Linked DNA regions of Danio rerio: region 1 is linked to region 2. A link is a contact called in public HiCAR-type data. All regions are on one chromosome and are shown on one strand. The core of a region is the stretch at or near the end of the contact, and the rest is flanking DNA. Distances in the headings are between cores, read along the strand shown. Region 1 holds the start of irs1 (insulin receptor substrate 1). Region 2 holds the start of nyap2a (neuronal tyrosine-phosphorylated phosphoinositide-3-kinase adaptor 2a).

What was found. HiCAR-type assays count read pairs that join an accessible place to other places.
Region 1: a HiCAR-type map of caudal fin shows a contact between it and region 2, with 10 times the contacts expected there. The contact joins the promoter of irs1 here to the promoter of nyap2a in region 2. A contact is called at or near these places in 3 of 4 datasets of contacts at active chromatin or transcription factors (caudal fin, embryo and gastrula embryo).

Annotation. Positions count from the first base shown.
Region 1 is chr15:38,600,281-38,603,709 of GRCz12tu, forward strand. It overlaps irs1 (insulin receptor substrate 1), which reads right to left and starts at 1,761. Exons shown (of 2, transcript XM_682610.11): 1 at 1-1,761. The coding sequence starts at 1,123.
Region 2 is chr15:38,378,976-38,382,631 of GRCz12tu, forward strand. nyap2a (neuronal tyrosine-phosphorylated phosphoinositide-3-kinase adaptor 2a) reads left to right here and starts at 1,899. Exons shown (of 7, transcript XM_001340889.8): 1 at 1,899-2,389.

The DNA of each region.
Region 1 (3,429 bases), core at 511-3,010, 220 kb after region 2:
AGGACAGGCTGATGGGGCTGATGGCTGAGGGGGAGCACCGTGAGGTGGGCGTGGGTATTGATCTGCTGTGATTGAGTGGCGGGTGAAGTCTGGATCCCCCTCTGTGCCGTTGCGATTGAGGTCGGGCATTGCTCGGGCTGCTTGGACTCCCGTCCACAGATGCCGGCCTGGACATGGTGCCCTCTCCATCACTAGATGCTCTCACTCTAAACGAATGGCTGTGTTTGCCAGGCCTAACAGGAGAAGTGGCCGTCACACTCTCCGCCCGAGAGCGCCTGCCTAAGCCAACTTGACTAGGGGGAGGATTATTGTGATGATGCCGCCTGACAGGCACTGAGATGGGGTTTGAGCAGTTAGAAGATGACTGGCTTTTGCTGCGGGGTCTGAACTCCTCACTCATGGCTTTCATGGCTTCTAATATAGTTTCATGCATGTTCTGAGCCACAACAGAGTCATCCACTTGCATCCAAAACTCCCCGGGGCCTGTCACAGCAGATCGGCCGACTTCAATAAAAAAGAAATTTTCAGAGTGACCACATCTCCTAATGTTCATCAACTGCAAAACCACAGCTGCTGCATCCGAATTCAGTTTCACAAAGCTGATAGTCTTATTGGTGAGGCATAATCTGTAAACTCCAATCAAGTTCTTTGTGTGACCCAGACCCTTTGGTTTCAATATAACTTGCCAAACCTCTTTAAAGGCAGGTCCCGGCGTGGCTTCCCCGTAATTATCCTCGCCAACTCCACGGCCCGGGGCAGTTTCGTGGACCTTACCTCTGTTATGGAGATCAACCAGGGCTTCATACCATGACTCTTGCTCGATCTCGCTGTCAGCAGCGATAGCAAAGTACTCATCCTTGGTATAAAGCGCGACGAGATGTTTGTTTTTTGAATCCGCTCTTTTGTTGATGTTAAAGCAGCTCTCCAGCGGAATGGATCTTTTCGGCGCTCCAGACTTGTGTCTCCACTTCTTCTCGTTTTCATAGTACTCCAGTCGGGACGGTCCGGAGGCGCTCGCCGCCCTCAGTACAAAAAACCTTTTGTGCATGCTTTTGGGTTTCCTTAAATAACCCACCTTTTTCACGTCTGAAAAACATCCTTGCTCCGTAGTCGGGCTTGCCATGGTATATATATAAAAATATTTACAGAAAAATTGCAGGATCGGAAGTCAAAGCGTTACGTGTGCAATCTTCACCAAACGTGAACGCCGACACAAAAACGTTTCCATTTAGTAAAAATTGAGGAAAAATAACACTAAAACAAGTCACTTTTGTGCACTCCGACACGAGCTTCAGTTATAACAGTTCATTGATACCGTAGCACACTTGGATTATCGTCAGCAGCATTACATTGTTAAAACTAACTTTAAATAATCCATCGGACATCTTCAAAGAATATTGCAAGTACCGGAAAGCACCAAGTTTGTGATGTATAAAAATACAAAACAGTGATATTTACAAAACAGCGTCCTTTTCAGTCCAGAGATCCGAATGCATTATCAAAACAAGCGCAGTCAGCAGCGCACGACCCCGTTTACCCCGGAGATCAAAGCGCTGTCTGCAAAAATCCCAAAAGTGCAATTAAACAAAGCACGAGCGCGGAGTTTGCATCTCAGCGTTATTTAACAACGGAGATGTACCGAGTCCGTTTAAACCGCTGCATAAGTTCCTCCGAAAGTCGCTGAGTTTTCTTATTTTGCGAAGCCGTACCAGACCAAAACAAGCCACCGCTCGTGTGTGTTTGTATGGAGGAGTTGAGACTGGGGGGGTTGCAGCCTAGCTTGTTACGATGCAACCAATAATCCCGCCTATCGAGAAGCTGAACTCGCTGATTGGCCGGATCAAATGTCCATCATCCTGAGAGACATCTGATTCAAAAGTAACAGTGGGGATTTTGACTCATTCCAGTGACTCGAATCTTTTTGAACTAGTTGCTCTAAAAAGATTTATTTGCACTGATTGATTCAATAAAAGCGAATCCTTTGGGATAGACACGTAAGAGAACGAGTCGACTCATTCGCCAGCTAAATGAAGTTTTATTTAGAGGCGGTGTTGAAAAGACACCATGTAACTATGCGCTGCAGATATTTATAACCACACAATTGTAAAATGGGAAGTCATACTTTATAGCGGTCATGTTACTGTCTATTTACATGCATAAATATAGTGGCAAATGAACAATATGTACTTGTGTGTGTAATTGCATTGCTGAGGTGTTTTGAAGTGGACGTTTTAAGAGTACTGTGAGGATTAATTATGGCTGGATAATGTGTGTAGCATGTACAGTGTTGCACTATTAGAAGTCTATAGCTTGTTTTCAGCTGTCTGAGAATAGCATTTTCTATCTGGATTATGTAAGACAGAACTTAAATGAACAGCTATCTATCTATCTATCTATCTATCTATCTATCTATCTATCTATCTATCTATCTATCTGTCTGTCTGTCTGTCTGTCTGTCTGTCTGTCTGTCTGTCTGTCTGTCTGTCTGTCTGTCTGTCTATATGCAAATTTAATGATAACTGAAAAACCGAATCTCTATAGTCTGGCATTTAACACAATAAGAGTTGTTATCCTATTTTATTTAATTTTATTATTTAACTTTATTATGATATGCTATCTCAAAATATTTCTAAATGACTTTACTTTTATTATTAACTTTTATGATTACCTATTTACAGTTTTTCTCAGTCTCTTTTTTTTTTGCATTTCTCACAACATTATTTACATTTGCACAACAGTCAATGCATTTCTCAGAACAATTAGTACAAACTGCAAAACCTAGTTGATAACCTGCAAAAGCATGCCACATGCTCACAATGGATAGTTCATTCCTCAAAAGCAAGTATTGATGCCAATGAAAGTCTTAGTGTCATCAAGATGAAAAGTCCTGACATCATTGTTTATGAACAAGATAGTCAAATGGCTTTGTCATGTTTCATTATGACCGTTTACTCTGGACATTTTTTTCTAATGCAAAAACAATTTGGTGACACTTCCTGAAAATGCTCAAGACAGCACTTTCTACCATTTGCACAACCATTTGAAAACTACAGTAAAACTACACATCGTCACTGCATTAAGTGAGGTATCTGAGTACAAGACACTGAATATGTATGTTTCACATTTTTACTGCATTTGCTCTTTGCAATTATCATTTATTCACAGTATTGTGCAAAAGAATAAATACACCCTTATTTACAACAAACATAAGCCTCCTTTGGGTAGAGCTGTGCACAGCAAAACAATATTGCAGTAAATACTAAAACTAAACCTACAAACATGTACAGGTCTTTAAATCATTCATCAAATTGTTCAATTAAAATGTTTCAAAAAATTTACATTTGACAGATTTTGACAACTAGTTCAACATTTTTGTATGTAATGACTCAAGTAATGAAATGAGGACTATACGTTTTATATGGAATGACT
Region 2 (3,656 bases), core at 649-3,148:
AATTGCACTTTATAACTTAATCCTATGTCTTAATCCTCTTGCTGCTATTGCACTCCTGGTTAGACCTAACCTTTATTTTGTTGCCTTGTACTTGTACATCTGTAATTACATTAAAGTTGAATCTAATCTAATGTTAAGAGGACGTTTCAACCTACATAGTCTTTATCATGTCACACAGGAAATACAAGAGAACTGATCTGTCCAATAAACCAATGAGTTAGTAAACCAGATGAAAAGAAGAAAAAAAAACCATTGCAGAAATAAATCTGTTTAAAGCAGCACCTTTTATAGTCCAGAACACTCAAAATTCATAACTTCTTTCCTTACTTTCCTATCCTTCCTTTACTTTTCTTCTTTTTCTTTCCTCTTCTTTTCTTTCCTTTCCTTTGCTCAACTCTCTTTATCTTTCCTTTTCTTTGACCATCCCCTCCTATGATTTCATTCCTTTTCTTTTCTTTTCTTTTCTTTTCCATTCTTTTCTGTCTTGTCCTTTTCTCTCCTTCCTTTTATTTATTTTTCTCCTCTCCTGTCCTTTATTTTCTCTTCTTTTCTTTCCTTCCCTTTCTCTCATTTTTTACCTCTCTTTACCTTTCCTTTGCTTACATCTCTTTTCTTTTCCTTTCCTCTCCTTTCCTTCGTTTCATTTCCTTTCCTCCCCTTTACTTTTCTCTCCTTTCCTTTCTTTCCTTCCTTTTCCAACTTTTCATTTAATTTAATTTCCTTTCCTTCTTTTTCCTTTCATTTCCTTTCTTTCTCACTTTCTTTCTTTCCTCTAGTTTCTTTACATTTCTCTTCTTTCCTATGCTCAACTCTCTTTTCCGTTCTTTTCTTTCCTTCCTTCCTTTTCTCTCATTTCCTTTCCTCTTTCCTTTCCTCCCCTAATCTTTCATTTCTTCATTTCCTTTCCTCTCCTTTTGTTTCCATTCCTTCCCTTCATTTTCTCTCATTTCCCTTTTTTATTTCCCTTCATTCCCTTTCCCATTCTTTCTTTTCTTCCTTTCCTCACCTCTCCTTTTTTCCTCTTTCCTTTCCTTCCTTTTTCCACTTTTCCTTTCATATACTTTACTTTCCTCTCCTCTCCTCTCCTCTCCTTTCCTTTCCTTTCCTTTCCTTTCCTTTCCTCTCCTTTAATTTTCTCTCCTTTCCTTCCTTTCCCCACTTTTCCTTTCTTTCTTTCTTTCTTTCTTTCTTTCTTTCTTTCTTTCTTTCTTTCTTTCTTTCTTTCTTTCTTTTTCTTTCCTTTGCTCACATCTACTTTCCTTTCATTTCCTCTCCTTTCCTTTCTTTTCCTTCCCTTCCCTTTCTTTCCTGCTACTTCCTTTCATTCTCCTTTATTTCCTTTTCTTTCCTATTTCCTATTCCCTTTTCTTTCTCATCCCCTTTTCTTTCATATTTAAACACCAAAACATAAGACAACAGACATTTCTGAGAGCCTTTTTGCATCAGACGGTGTAGTTGCCCTAGTGATAACATTGTACGGGCAGAAGTCATGCCCTAAAGACGGGATAGTCACAAACAAAATCTTTCTCACTCACACTCTCTCTCTCTTTCTCTCCTTCAGGACCATGGACAGCTCTAAGCAAGCAACACGATTGGTTGAGAGACACAAGGGTCGCAGAAAAAGAAAGAGAGAGAAGAGAGAGAGATGATCACCAGGGGATGAAGTGAGTAAGCAGTGAGGGTTGGAGAGAGCTGGAGGGAAGGAGATCAGAACGCAAAGAAGAAGGTAGAGAGAGAGAGAGAGAGAGGGAGAAAGAGGGAGAAGAAAAGACAGATGCTATAGCTATAGTCAGCTTACTGACGCCCGAGCTGGGTTCATCGCTACGTGTGAGAGTGACGCGCACGGGGGTGTGTGTGTGTGTGACGGCAGCCGCAACAGCAGCAGGGGAGGACGGATCAAAGAGATTGTAGGACACGATGCATTTAGCAGCCTAACATCTACGCACACTCACCGCAGCCGGCTAAACGAGAACACGCTCATACTACGCGCATCCGCACGCAGCCCACCCCACACACACACACACACCACGCGTGTGTGGGGACAGCGCAGATGAGGCAACCACCAAAGGGAGCTGTGGATCTTGCCAGAAGCCTTTGGTAGGGGAGGGGACACCCGTGGTGGCTGTAGCCCCAGCAGGAGAGGTCGTAGGTGGAGAAGGGGTTGAACACTAACAACCGCCGTCGGGTTTTCTTCAGAGCTCTGGAAAAGTCAAAGATGGACACGTCCTTCATCCTTCTCTTTCTCCAGCCAGTGTGTGCTTGCTCCGAGCTGCGTCGCCGGGCTTGTCTGTCAGCCGTGGGGGGATTCGAGAACGTGCGGTGTTGAGAAACGCACACACCGAACACACCTGGAGATCAGCTGTTCCAGGAGAACAGATCCGCTGATACCGTGAGTGCTATTATCCAGATGTTTGTCTTTTCCTTATTTACAGTACACCTCATCCTTTTGCATTATCTTCATCAGCTCTCTGTCGTGTGTTTGACAGCAGTCAATGGATTGTTTGGGATACACATCAACATATTACCCACAATTCCCATTGAATACATCTTCAGATCCATTCATGACTCAACCATTTTTGATATTTGTATGTGATTATTCTCTACCTGATATGCAACATTTAGTGACCCTCATCTTTGGCTTTCTTTTTTGTGGAACGCAAGTGAATATATCATGAATTTAAACATTTAGGATCCAAATCAGCATGATATCGAGAGTTTTGATCAATGCAATCAACTGAGTGTTCTTTACAGTATCTTTGGCTTTCTTTTTGTGTGAAACACAATTGAATATATTAAGAATTGTATATTGAACAATGTTTTTTGGTTTGTCATTGGAGTCCAATGTTTTAGGAACTTCAGTGTGTTTCTTTATTGTGTTCTACTGAATAAACAAAGTCTTTTTGAAACAACATGGACGAGTAAATGAAACTAAATCTACATTTTTGGCTAAATTGTGCATTTAAATGAGATTTTTCATTTTCTTTATTTTCCTTATGTCATCATTTAATCACTGTCTTGAAAAACACTTGAGATCCAATTCAGCATAATATCGAGAGCTCCCATCTAAACTTTTGGCTATTTCTTGGTTTTATAATAGGAACTCCATTTTCACAAAACATTTTCAGAAAATGACTAGTGAAAAATTTACTTGCTTCTACTAATGTAGACCTTTTTTCCCCTCTGTGGAACAAATTGATATATTTTGAATATTAACTATAACCAGTGGTATTGATCAATACAATAAAGCCCGTGTTCTTTACAGTATCTTTGGCTTTCTTTTTTTGTGGAACACAATTATATATATTCAGAATTGTATATAGAACAATGTTTTTTGGTTCTTCATTGGGGTCCATGGTTTTAGGAATGTCAATGTGACTTTTTATTGCATTCTACTTGTCTTTTTGAGGCAACATGGACGAGTAAATGAAACTACATTTTCCTTTTTGGCTAAATAATGTCTTTAAATTAGTTGTTTGATGTGAGATTTTCCGTTTTCATCATATTCCTTATTTCTTCAGTTGTTCGCTGTCTGAAAAAACAAACATTTGGCATGATATCGAAAGTTCCCATCTACATTTTGCTACATTTTGGTTTGCATCAATAGTAAGTCCATTTCACAGAAGATTTTTAGGAAATGACTAGTGAAATTTTTACTT